Regions from separate parts of the Zea mays genome. Here region 1 is linked to region 2. Evidence: chromatin contacts called from public Hi-C data. All regions are on one chromosome and are shown on one strand. Each heading gives the region's core, a stretch centred on a gene start, on an enhancer-like site or on the middle of the called end of the contact. The rest is flanking DNA. Distances are from core to core; before and after follow the strand shown. Region 1 holds the start of LOC100383365. Region 2 holds the start of LOC100383395.

Region 1 (5,858 bases), core at 2,516-5,015, 350 kb after region 2:
CACCCCGACCAGAGAAAAGGCCTTCACTTGCTCCAACGCACGATCGACCCTTTCCCTAACAACAGTGTGACCATGTGGCCCCCACATCTGATCATACAGCTCCAGCAGACCGCTTCAGTATAGCGTCTTCAACCTGGAACACCTCCCGGTCGAGGCCCTCGTTGCCTTGGTTAAAAGCTTTGAAGTACCGACAGCCTTCAGGGGACAAGGCATTTACAGCGCCTTCGCAAGTAATGAGGGACGTGTAGGACATCAGGTCGGTCACGATGGACGAGAGGGACTCTCGCTCCTCTTGCAGCTAACTGAGGAAGCGAGTCCCCACCTCCCCAGATCTGTCGAAGGGGGCTGTCTCAGCACCCAAATCACGATAGGCGTCAGCAAAAAGAGCATGCGCTCGGTCCACACCGGCTCGCGTGGCAGCCTCCACCTTATCATGATAAGTCCTCGCATTCTTCGTCTCTAGCTCCAACGTGACAACACGCTCTCGGGCAACCTGGGCCTCCGCCTGCGACTTGGCCACGACATCCTTCAGCTCGCCCAACTAATGTCTAGCCCCTCGTTCTCCTTCTCAAGAGGTCCAAACTTGTCCAAAAGGTTGCAACTTTTGTTTTCGGTAGCATACTTGTCCCTAATAGCTTCTGTATTTTGCGTCCGGAGACGCTCAACCTTGTCCTCGAGTCGTTTCTTCTCTGAGCACAATTGTGAGGTCACGAGATGCACTAATGCCCTAGACGCCACTTCTTCAGCAAAAGCAGCAACCTGACACATATAGACTTCATAAAAAAATGATAAAGAGAGCCACTTACATAGCGCAACTGCCTCACAACAGCGGTCACAACACCACCAGATGCAAACGCCTTTCAGCATCAGAGAAGATGCTTCTCGGAGGTCGGACGAGGTCATGACCTCCCCTGGTTCGGCGCACATCTCCGCCAGCTCCTCAACAAATCTGTCCGAGGCTCCCGCCACCCTAGATGTCTTCGCCAAACCCTTCTTTTTATCCTCAACCCTCCTATTTTTTCTCACCACCATAACCACGGCCTTACCTTTAGAGCACCCCTCATTCACACCACCACGGGTCACCACGCCATTTCTCTTGTGATCATCAATATCCCCAACATCAGAAGTGCCCTCCTCAGGATACGAGTTGTACTGAAGGCCATTAAGCTTGAAGACCCGATTCAGCATGACATTCGAACCGAGTATGTCCTAACTCCTCGGCATCTCCATCTTCGTCAAATATTTCCCTACAATTTTTACCGCTTCTGCCTCGTACCTTCACCATTGAGCTGCGGGCGCAGCTTCACCTCATCCACCTCCTAGCCATGCGCAAGCAGCCACACTCCGTAGGCAATAAACTCCTCCTTCAAGTCATGTCTGCTGCTCGCCTTGGAGGCACGACGAAGGGCGTCTTCGTTCACATCTCCTTTCTTCGGTTTAAACGACGGGAAGGCGACGTAGCAATGCGAGCACAATATAGACGGAGGAAGCACTGGAGACATCCTTCAATGTCACATAAAACAAAAAATCCCACTAGTTCCCTCACTTGTTCTTTGCACACAGAATGAGTTCCACATCTTCACTCGAAGTCTTCCCAATCCTCGGAGTGAACGTGCACGAACCAAACTGCATAATCTTTCCACCAACAAACTTCTTCTGCCAGTGAAGACAATAGTTCTTAGCGAAGACCTCAACTAAGGGCTCACCACCATATGTAGATGATGCCCACATAAACTTCGCCAACGCCACCATGGCATTGGGCATAAGCTGGTGAAGTTGGACTTCGAAACGCTGCAGGACTTCGACGACAAATCGATGCACAGGCAATCGAAGACCATCAGTGAAAAACACTTCAAAAACAACCAACTCCCCCTCTGGCTCCGGGACCTCGTTGTCTCCCGGAGCACGCCCCACACCATCTCCAAAATACCCTAAGCGTTGCATTTCATGCACGCGGCCCGAGTAGATCCTCGACCTACCGAATTCCACCGTGTGCTCCGGCAATAGATCCACACCCGTCACTGAATCGCTAACCGTCTTCTCCGAGCACAGCGCGCTCGATGGCGCAGTCGGGGTGGACGACGAGGAGGGAGAAGATGGCATTACGTACCGTGTGCGGCGGCGAGCGATCTGCTTCACATGGGCTAGTTCACCGGCGGCGAGAAACCTCCTCGGCGTGAGCAGCGCAAGAAGGCGTGTAGCAGCTTTTTCAAACTGAACGAACGAGGGTTTCGTGCCGGCGCGTGAAAGTTTTTACCTCATGGGCAGCGTCAGTTTTTATAGACCAGAAAACGCCTCGGGAAACCAAAGGCCCAATAGTAAAAACATCGCATCCCCCAACGATCACATCCCGCAGCAGTCACATTACTAAAACCCCCTCGGGCCACTTCAACATGTGATCGAGGGCAGCGTTTGGCCATCCCATGTAAAAAGACTTCGGGACCAACGTTCGACCATCCCCCTCGGGCCACTTCAATACTGATCCCTCGGGGGTAGTGTTGGAGCGGAGGCCGAACTTGACCTCGATCTCTCTAACGCAACTACGACCAGACATTTCTTACACATGAACATCAAACGAATGGTACTTTGGATTTGACGCCCTTCCATAGGGTAGCGAAGGCGAGGGCCCGCGATAGACGAGAAGGGGGCTCGTTGTAGGCTCAAACGTACACTGAAGGTCTTCTCTCAGACAGCGAACGCCCAGTCCAAGCGAAGGCAAGGACGTGACTTTGCAGAACCAAGGGTGCGACACATGAGTGGAGGCCTCGACAGGCTACTGAGAAACCCATGACTCTGCCCCACAGTCATATGGTCCCACTTGTAAGCTCCTTTGCGGTGTAGATTTTTTAGTGCGCGGAATTACTATACTCTGTCCATTATAATGACCCCGTTAAAAAAATATTTTGGGAATGTAGAAGATAATTGGGTGTATAATAGTATTTGGGGATCCACTATCCCTCTCAATTACCTATGAATACCCCTACCTGTATATGGATGTGCTGCAAGAAAAGAATATCAATTATAAATCTTATGCTGAATTTTCTTGAATAAAATGTACGGTCGGATTCTCAAATCCGATATTCCAAAAGGCAGCCTAAAATTAGCGCATATGGCTGGAACCTGGAACCAATTGATTTGAATCATCTAGATCGACGAATCTTTATATAATGATATGAGCAACAAATCGTGTATATATTGTACTGTTTATAGAGATGATGATAGAGATAAACTAACAACCTTTATAAATTTGTTTCAATGGCAAAACTACCCAGACATGATGAACAATAGAAAAATTCCTCACTCTCCAATTTTAGAGGAGATTTGAATTTCAAAACTAGCCCTAAAGAAAAATAATCCCACTCTAGAGTACGGGTTGGGTGGGGGTTTCACCATCAGGAATGCAACATGCCGCTGCATTGTCGACATTTTACGCAACCTGGCAGCAGGAGAGAAGACTCAGAGGGGGCTGTTTGCGTTGCGTAAGAGCAGAGTGATCTTGACTGTCTCTAGTAGTGTATGAAAAATAGCAGACGTGTAACGGTAGATGGTAAATGATAATGTTTAACATTATTTATAAAGAGAAGTTTAAAATAGATCACGAGAGAGATATAATAGGGATCTGGTGGAGATAACTTTATGTACTGTACCGTGTTGTTGAGCAAAGCCACATTATACCTTTCTTTAAACAACATTTTTACCGTACCCTCTTTATTCAGCATACAACGGCACAACGCCTGACCTCCAGTCCTCTACCTCCTCAGTCACCTTCGCCTCACGCGGTCACACCCTCACCTCGGCGCCCAACACAAAGCCAGAAGGAGGGACACAGCGAGAGGAAAGACCGAAAGACAGCAGCCAAAGTTGGAGGGAGACCCAAGGCAGACGGCAACGAGGCAGTCGCAAAGGAAAGGAGGGAGCTTTGCTGGGCTGGAGTGGTCGAGTGGAGTGGCTCACCGCCTGACCGACTGAGCCAGGGGGGCATTCGGGCGTCCCACCCCGCGCGGGGGTGAGAGAGACAGAGAGGAGAAAAAGCGGCGCCTCATCACGGTCGCCCGCCTGCTCGGCCTCTTCTTCTCCCTCCCCTTCCTGTCTCTGCGTCGCGTTGCGGTTGTGCGCACCTGGTCGTTCTCGGTTTCCTCCCCAGCCGGTCCTCTCGGGCTCCGTTTTCCTTCCGGGCCGCTCTTGGCGCCTTGCTCTCCGGCCTCTTCCTTGCCGGCCACGCCCTTCCTGCGCATTGCTTCTCTGATCCCCGCCGGGCCGCTTCGCGTTCCCTTGATTGACTCCACTCGCCGACTTGTATGCGTCCGTCTCGGCGGCGGCGGTTGGTGCTGTGAGCGACTCGCGGCGGGACGAGGGATTCCGTCGCGCTCAGGCGCCCTCAGGAGCCGACGGCATATTGTGCATGGAGGGTGAGGAGGACAGCTCCGGCTCCGTGGTGCAGCGCCCGCCGCCACCGCAGCAGCAGATACGGGTGGTGCGCTGCCCCAAGTGCGACAAACTTTTGCCGGAGCTGCCCAATTACTCCGTCTACGTCTGCGGCGGTTGCGGCGCCACGCTCCAAGGTAGGTGCACGGTGCACCCCCCCACCTTTTTCGTCTGCAATCACTCCCTTCCCTACTTCTCTCCTGTTCTTATTGGGCATCCTTGTCTTCGTGGTAGTCTACTATCTCTACTCAATCCACCTGCATTTTTTGTTGCATTAGATCAGCAATCTAATTTCACACTAATCGGCCACAACAAGAGATTCTTCTCGACAATCACATGGTTACTCTTTGAAATTGCCTCGTGGGGACTGCTGCTGCTGGGTTGGGCGGTTTCCTGGGACGCGGATATGACCAGCTCGTTTCGTCCTCTTCTGAGTTCCGAAAGATTCCATTTTTCTCCGCATGTTTCTTATAGTTTCTACGCAATCCAGTGTAGTGTCTCTTTTCTTTTGGTCCCCATTATTGTGAAATGCTCGTTTCCTTCTTTGAGGACTCCCTTGTTGTATTCGCAACTTCCTCCGGATTTGCCGTCGATCCTGCCACACTTGGTACGATGGCACAGTAAAAGCACTTCTGTCTTTGGTGAACCCAATTCTGTTTTCGCAGTAATTTGGAGCCAAACCTTGTTTCTTCACAGCCTGCAGTCAAAAAGTTTCAGTAATTCGTACGCAGCCCCACTCCTGTTGTTTTTATTAAAATTACAGAAGTTATCTTCTGGGACATTCCCCTTGATGCAAGTTTTTGCTGGTTATATTTGCATGCGTTGAACAAGGGTTGCTCATTTTAAAATCTGGTAGATTGTAACCTTGTTTAAACATGTTGATTTTATAACTTCTTATGACTCAGAGCATGGATCATTTCTGGGGAGTCATCTCGGCTTGTGGTCCCCAAACTGGGAAAAACTTAAACCCATTGGATTTTCTAGATCTTCACTATGATTGTCACTTCGACATATTTCTTTGGATTGGACACATAAAATGGCTGTGGCTAGCAACAGAGAGTGCCTAGTTTCTTTTTTGAAAGAGTCTCCATTCATTTTAACATCTGGAAATAATTGGAACATTCTATTTAAACTGGTCCACTTACAGTTCTGTATTCTCTCTTTAATTCCCTGTTAACATTCTCCAATGTTTGGTCGTGTGTTTGCTGTTGCACTAATGTCACCTTAGGATACTCAGTGTTGACTGTTGACTGACAGAATTTGTTGTGGACGTGGCTGTAATTCTGTGCAAAATCTTGGAACCTCGGTTACTCATTCTTTGTTTTGAATACGTGTGTTCTTTGTATATATTCTGATATTTTCATTGTTTAGCTGATTGTTTCTGTATGTTTTTATCCAAAAAAATGTTTCCTGTATGTTTATTCTCATGTTCA
Region 2 (6,059 bases), core at 2,478-4,977:
AAGGAATTGCATAAATACCTACACCGTGTAGTATAATTTGTTTCAGTATACATCATAAACTAGTTCTAATGCGTTTAGTTGCATAGTTGTTGGAGGGATCCTATATTTATGAAGCAAATAAAATATTAAATGTGATTTTTTTGTTTCTATGCATGCAATTCATTTCCTTTCATTGCATATTCTTTCCATCATAAATTTGTGTGCATGCAGCCTGTAGCAGATTTTTACGCAGTATACCGAATTGCATAATTATCTACACAGTGTAGCATATTTAGTATCAGTATATAGCATAAAATTGTCATTACGAGTTTTAGTTGCATGTCTGTTGCAGCGATCCTAAATTTATGGAGGAAATAAAGCATTTAAAATAGAAACCGCCACACCTATCTTTTCTAAATTTACGCGCATGCAAGGGAACGTGTTTGACTCATGCATGCATTTTGCCATAATTTTAGGATCTGTATAACCGCATGCATGCGACTGCCATATTTTTCGGATCTGCCATAAAAATAGGATCGTAATAACAACCTACTAGAGCTATCAACCTCTCACATTGGCTCGGTATATACGCTTATAATTGAGGGATTTTATGCTCAAAACTTAAGGTTATTACGCTCCAACCCGGAGGTGCGTCCACCAGTGAACAACATGCCAGATTTTTTACGTAGTGTAACGAATTGCATAAATACCTACACCATGTAGTATAATTTGTATCAGTATATGTCATAAACTAGATTTAATGTGTTTTAGCTGCATGGCTGTTGGAGGGACCTTATATTTATGAAGGAAATAAAACATTAAATACGATTTTTTGTTTCTATGCGTGTAATTCATTTCCTTTCATTGCACATTTTTTTATCATAAATTCGTGTGCATGCAGCTGGTAACAGATTTTTACACAGTATATCGAATTGCATAATTATTAACACAGTGTAGTATATTTAGTCTCAGTATATATCATAAAATGGTCCTTACGCGTCTAGCTGCATGGCTGTTGCAGCGATCCTAAATTTATAGAGGAAATAAAGGATTTTAAAAACAGAAACTGCCGCACATATCTTTCCTAAATTTATGTGTATGCATTGGATCGTGTTTGACTCATGCATGCATTCCTTTTTTTGCGCTAACAGACGTGGGGCAGGTGGCGCACCCGACAGCCTGTTTGGGCGCGCTGGTTTGAACCAGTTTGCAGGGGTGGTCGGCCTGGGCTTTCTTTAACTATTGGAAGCCTAGGGCTCCCGTTATACCTGCCCTATATATATATATTTGAATGTATTTATAATAAATACATTTGAAAATATAGGTTCTTAATTCTTTATAAACCCAGCTAAATCTAAAAATGATGTTTGGCCAACAACCTTGCCATTGGTTGGTCTGACCGTGTCGATCTTAATGTCAAAAGGTTTGGCATGAGGTCCAACCATGTTGGACCATGGTCCGGTCGGTATCGATTGGTCTATTGGACAGTTAGGTTGTTACCGAGCAACTGATTACTTTTGGTGCCTTTTGGTTGATAGTTCGGTCGGTACATGTTGTTATCGAGCGACCGATTATTTGTGGTGTCTTTTAGTTGGATAGTATGGTCGGTACCGGTCGCCTTTAGAGACATGATGTATTTTGATTGGTTCAGCTAGTTGTTTTAACTATTTGAAGTCTAAAAAATAAAAAAGATTAAAACCCTAGGATTCAGACGATAATTGGAGGTGCGTGTTTAGTCCATTCACACTCCTTATTCTTTATTCTGCTCGTCTTCCTTTATATCGTAGACTTTAATTTCAGTATGAATTCTATGTAGAGTACGAACTTTCAAACCTTTATGGACATCATCAAGGAAAAATGTGCACAACTTCTCGACACCCCTACTTGTACTGGGGAGGTCCTCTTCGATGACCTTTTTTCCTGTATATTTGTCAGGATGATGTTTCTGCCTGCCCCATTCTCTCACTCAACCTCTAGTTCCATACCCATATCCTCCTCCTATGTATCCCTACCGATTTCCATGATTTGTTTGATGGGAGCAAAAAAACCCTGTCTGAACTTGGACGACAATTATAGCTCTACATCATAGTAAAGAGTGGACTCACCATAGCATATTGATCGTTATAGGGCAAGAGCTCAATGAAATGGGATTGATCTAGCAACAAGTAGCAGCGAGTCCCCACCTACATAGAAAGAAATGTTAAATAAGATCTACAAGACTAGTAAGAGGATTTCTCAAACTAAATTATTTAAGCAATTTAATAATTGATGGATTGTTCCATATCGACATAGACTAAGACAAAAAGGTATGTAGAAATTAGCCTTAAAAAACTAACAAAGCAACTTAAACTAGAGGGGAAAAGGCATAAAAAAGGTGGAGGAGGAAAATGAGAAAAAAAACTTAGTTTATTAGTTATACTAGTCGGATGACTGTGTATTGTTACGGTTTTTATATAACATTAGTAAACTTTATTTTAATAAAACATAAAAATATGTGTATTTTATTGGTTAGATTAGTGTGAATATGGTGTCACAATCAAGTTTTGAACCCCATTTAAGCATAATTTTACCTTATTTTTAGATAAAGCGGGAAGAGGAAGAACGACACACTACGACGATAGTAAACGTGGAACTATATAAACTGATGATTTATATAGTATAGAAAAGATTAATAAAATACGTGTTTTTAATTTTGATGGTTATGTTATATAATTTCTAATTGTTTTTCTTACGTAATTGCATTTGTTTAAATATATAATTAGATGTATTTTTTTTTATTTTAATAAAACAATATAACACCGAGAGCAAGCGCATAGCAGGTGAGGTCAGGTCAGTTTGCGGAGATCAATTGGGAAGGAGGCTGACACGTCGGCCGGGCCGCACTCCCCCACGTTGCAAAACAAAGAGACGGCACCACTCCAGGATGGCGACACGGACGCCGCCGCGACCATCCTTTGCTCACCTGGGCCCCACGCACAACACAATCCGAGGCAGGGCGGCAGCGCGGGTGCGAGTCGCGTCACCCGTGACGGCCCGATTCCGTCCATGTACTAGTGCGCGAGCCATCCGAGTGAGCAATGAGCATACGCGACTGACGTGCGGGGCAAGGTGGTTCGTGGGCCCACGCGTCGGTTGATGGGCGCGACGTGGTAGCGGTGGCGTGAGGTGCGCCGCCGACCGCATAGAGGCATGCGCACTTGCACAGGCGGCCATGGATTCTTCCAAGCGGCTTCGTTTGGTCGAGTCGCCTTTTTCGCTGTAAGATCCTTGCTGGATGTCGGATTTACGGACAAGGACAACAACAGATTCTCTTCTCTTTGGCCTCACGTAGACGTATTGCAGACAGATGCTCCGACAAATACAAGCTTACAATTCTTTACCATCAAACCAAAGTAAAAAAAATATACCATAGAACAACTCAAAATTGTCGTGTTAATCAGCTACTTTCTCTTACAAACCGGCAAAGTTTAGAGAGAGCCAACATATATGATAGTAGAACAAAATATCACTGGCTGTTCACATGTGCCAGATTATCTATTTTTAGTTTCCTTTTTTTATTATTTCAGTGGTTTCCATGAATAGTTTCTGCCCTTTTTATGTTCCGTAAAAGCTTATTCAAAATAAACCGTTGCTGGACTCCGAACAAACTTGGCATCCGCTCTGCCCAAGGAAACGAAAGGGAGGGAGAGCGACTTTTTTTCCATTAAAAAAGCCCCCCGAAGGAATGCTGTAATTGCCCCTCTCTGCTCTGGTTGCCAAGGCAAAGGGCCACACCCTCACCTCAGCATCTCTCTGCTCCACTTCTCCTCGTCCCCGTCCGACATCGCATCGCATCGCATCACCGCCTCTCGCTTTCTGCCCATCAGCCCTCCCTCTCTCTCCTGCGTCTCCGAGGCGCGGACGACGGCGACGACGCGAACGCCCCCGCCGCCTAGGTATCTCCTTCGCCCTCCTCCCCATCCGTCGTGGCGCGCGCCCGCCTCCCTCTCGGTCGGCGTCGTCGTATTTTACCGGCGCCGGCGGTTTCGTTTTCGTCCTCGTATGCGCCAGCGAAGTTTGCGCGAAAATCTCTCTCCTTGTAGTCCCCGCGGGTTCTTCCACGCTCGTTTTCACGAATTTACGATTATTAATTTCAGTTCTTGTCGCGGTGTGGGGGGTGTCCGCTATTTAATCCTTCGCTGGCAGCAAGTTGATCCTTCCCAGCTCCGGCTCAGTGTTCCGGAGAGGTGCAAGGTGGAAGGTTGGTATGGCCTTCTAGTTTATTGTCTTCGTACTGAGCCCACCCTTCGTTTGCCCATGGAGAACTTGAGAGATCGTTCAGTTCTTAGCTCAACCCGTGCCCTTGCGGTTGATGAGGTGCGCACGCGAAACTGGATATACTTGTTAGTGGAGCGGCGTCGCGTCTCTATTTTTTTAAATCTGGAGAATCGTTCTGAGTCAGATCTTTGATGGTGTCTGAGGCTCTGGGTCTAGGTGAGAGGAGTGGAGCCTGAATTGTGCTGCAGCTTCTGTCTCATTTTGGGGTTCATGTCTGCATTGAGGAGATTTTCAACCCGTTGTCTTAGTGAAATCACTCATAATTCCTCTTACCTTGTGACAGAGTCTGCCTCTGAACACTGTGAATTCCCATCCATTGTTTATTTGTGGAGAAGGTGTAGAAGCGCTTCACAAAGTTGCGCTTCATGAAAACAACGATCTTAAACTTATTGACTAGAGAGTTACGTTTATGAACAATATAGTATCTTCAGAAGAAGAATGTATGGTTGGTTTCATCTTGGCTCCCTAATTGGATCACATGTAGTTTAGGTATACAGTAATGTTCCTACGTCTCCTACAATCGAAAGACAGTGGCAGGATCACCTCTACACGCGCATGGTTCGTTCTCTCTGGTCCATCCCTTCTGTTCGTTTGACCCCAAAACTAAGGGAACTGTATGGAGGATTAAATCCCCTGCAAGGCAAAACCCCTCTCAAACCTCTCCAATTCCCTTGATTTTGTAATCAAATGAACACGGCAGGCTGCTTTCCCTTTGCAAGTTCAATGGAGTAAAAAGCTCTGCTCATTTGACTGTTCCTTTCCAGTGAATCTTCTGACCTCCTCTCTCGTAGTTTAAATTATGTTCAATATCTTTCTTTGTAGTTGCTTTTGCTCACGAAAGGCATACGAGAGTACCATTACGCATCATTTGAAATTTTCTTAATGGTTTTATCTGGTGAATTGAAACCAAGTTCCATTTTGCTTGTTGGGATTGAGATGAACCTAGAATATTCTTGCCCTATATTTAATTATATTCTGACTCTAAAAAAATAACACTGACCTATAGACCCACTTCAGATATACTCTAGTCCTTACTTTTTGCAGAGATCCATACAGGTTAATATTATTGTTCCTGATACAAAGTTGCAACCTGTGGCATGCATGATGATATTTTGGCTTCTGCGTTCATTTTTGCAGGCACATTTGCTGGGAATTAGGGCAATCAACGTTTAAGTACATGTGGTCTACTGCTGTTTGATTATTACTGGTAAGACTCGTAAGCTTCAAATTCTGCCACTTTTTATGGCAGGAACTTAGTCCCTACTTAGTATATATGTCGTGCAATGGTTTATGATGCCTGTGGTTTTTGTTTTGTTCTTATCTGGTAGCACTTGGCCACTTGAGTTCCTGTATTTTTTTTGGAAGTTCAAATTATCTGATCTTAGGTGGAATGGATGAAAGATCTAACCATAACGTGCCATCGGTAGTTGATCTTGATGGTAGCCCTTTCTGGGCACCCATGCCTCCTCTTGAACTCCGGTGAGGAAGTAGAGATCGATGGCCAATGGTGGATTTCCCAGTGGCCTTCCTGTCACTTGCATCACCACTTAGATCATATTCTAGGAGGTTTGTTAGGCTAGCGAATCCCCTAGGAACATTGGTTCCATTGGATGTGGACCATCCCTCTTATTGGCACTGTATGATGGGGGGCAGCCATCATCAGTTCAGGGTGCCCTTGATGGTGGCATATACAGGAGCTACATGATTCCCTTGACTAGGCTAGAGCAACAGTCTGTGCATTGGGCCATTCCTATGATCCTATC

What was found. Hi-C and Micro-C count contacts between places; a contact is called where the count stands out from the background.
Region 1: a Hi-C map of tassel shows a contact between it and region 2, with 6 times the contacts expected there. The contact joins the promoter of LOC100383365 here to the promoter of LOC100383395 in region 2. A contact is called at or near these places in 4 of 25 Hi-C or Micro-C datasets (bundle sheath, ear, endosperm and 1 more).

What each region holds. Positions count from the first base shown.
Region 1 is chr5:142,845,048-142,850,905 of Zm-B73-REFERENCE-NAM-5.0, forward strand. LOC100383365 reads left to right here and starts at 3,766. Exons shown (of 5, transcript NM_001362071.1): 1 at 3,766-4,562. The coding sequence starts at 4,403.
Region 2 is chr5:142,499,696-142,505,754 of Zm-B73-REFERENCE-NAM-5.0, forward strand. It overlaps LOC100383395, which reads left to right and starts at 3,728. Exons shown (of 3, transcript NM_001176050.1): 1 at 3,728-3,914; 2 at 5,434-5,503.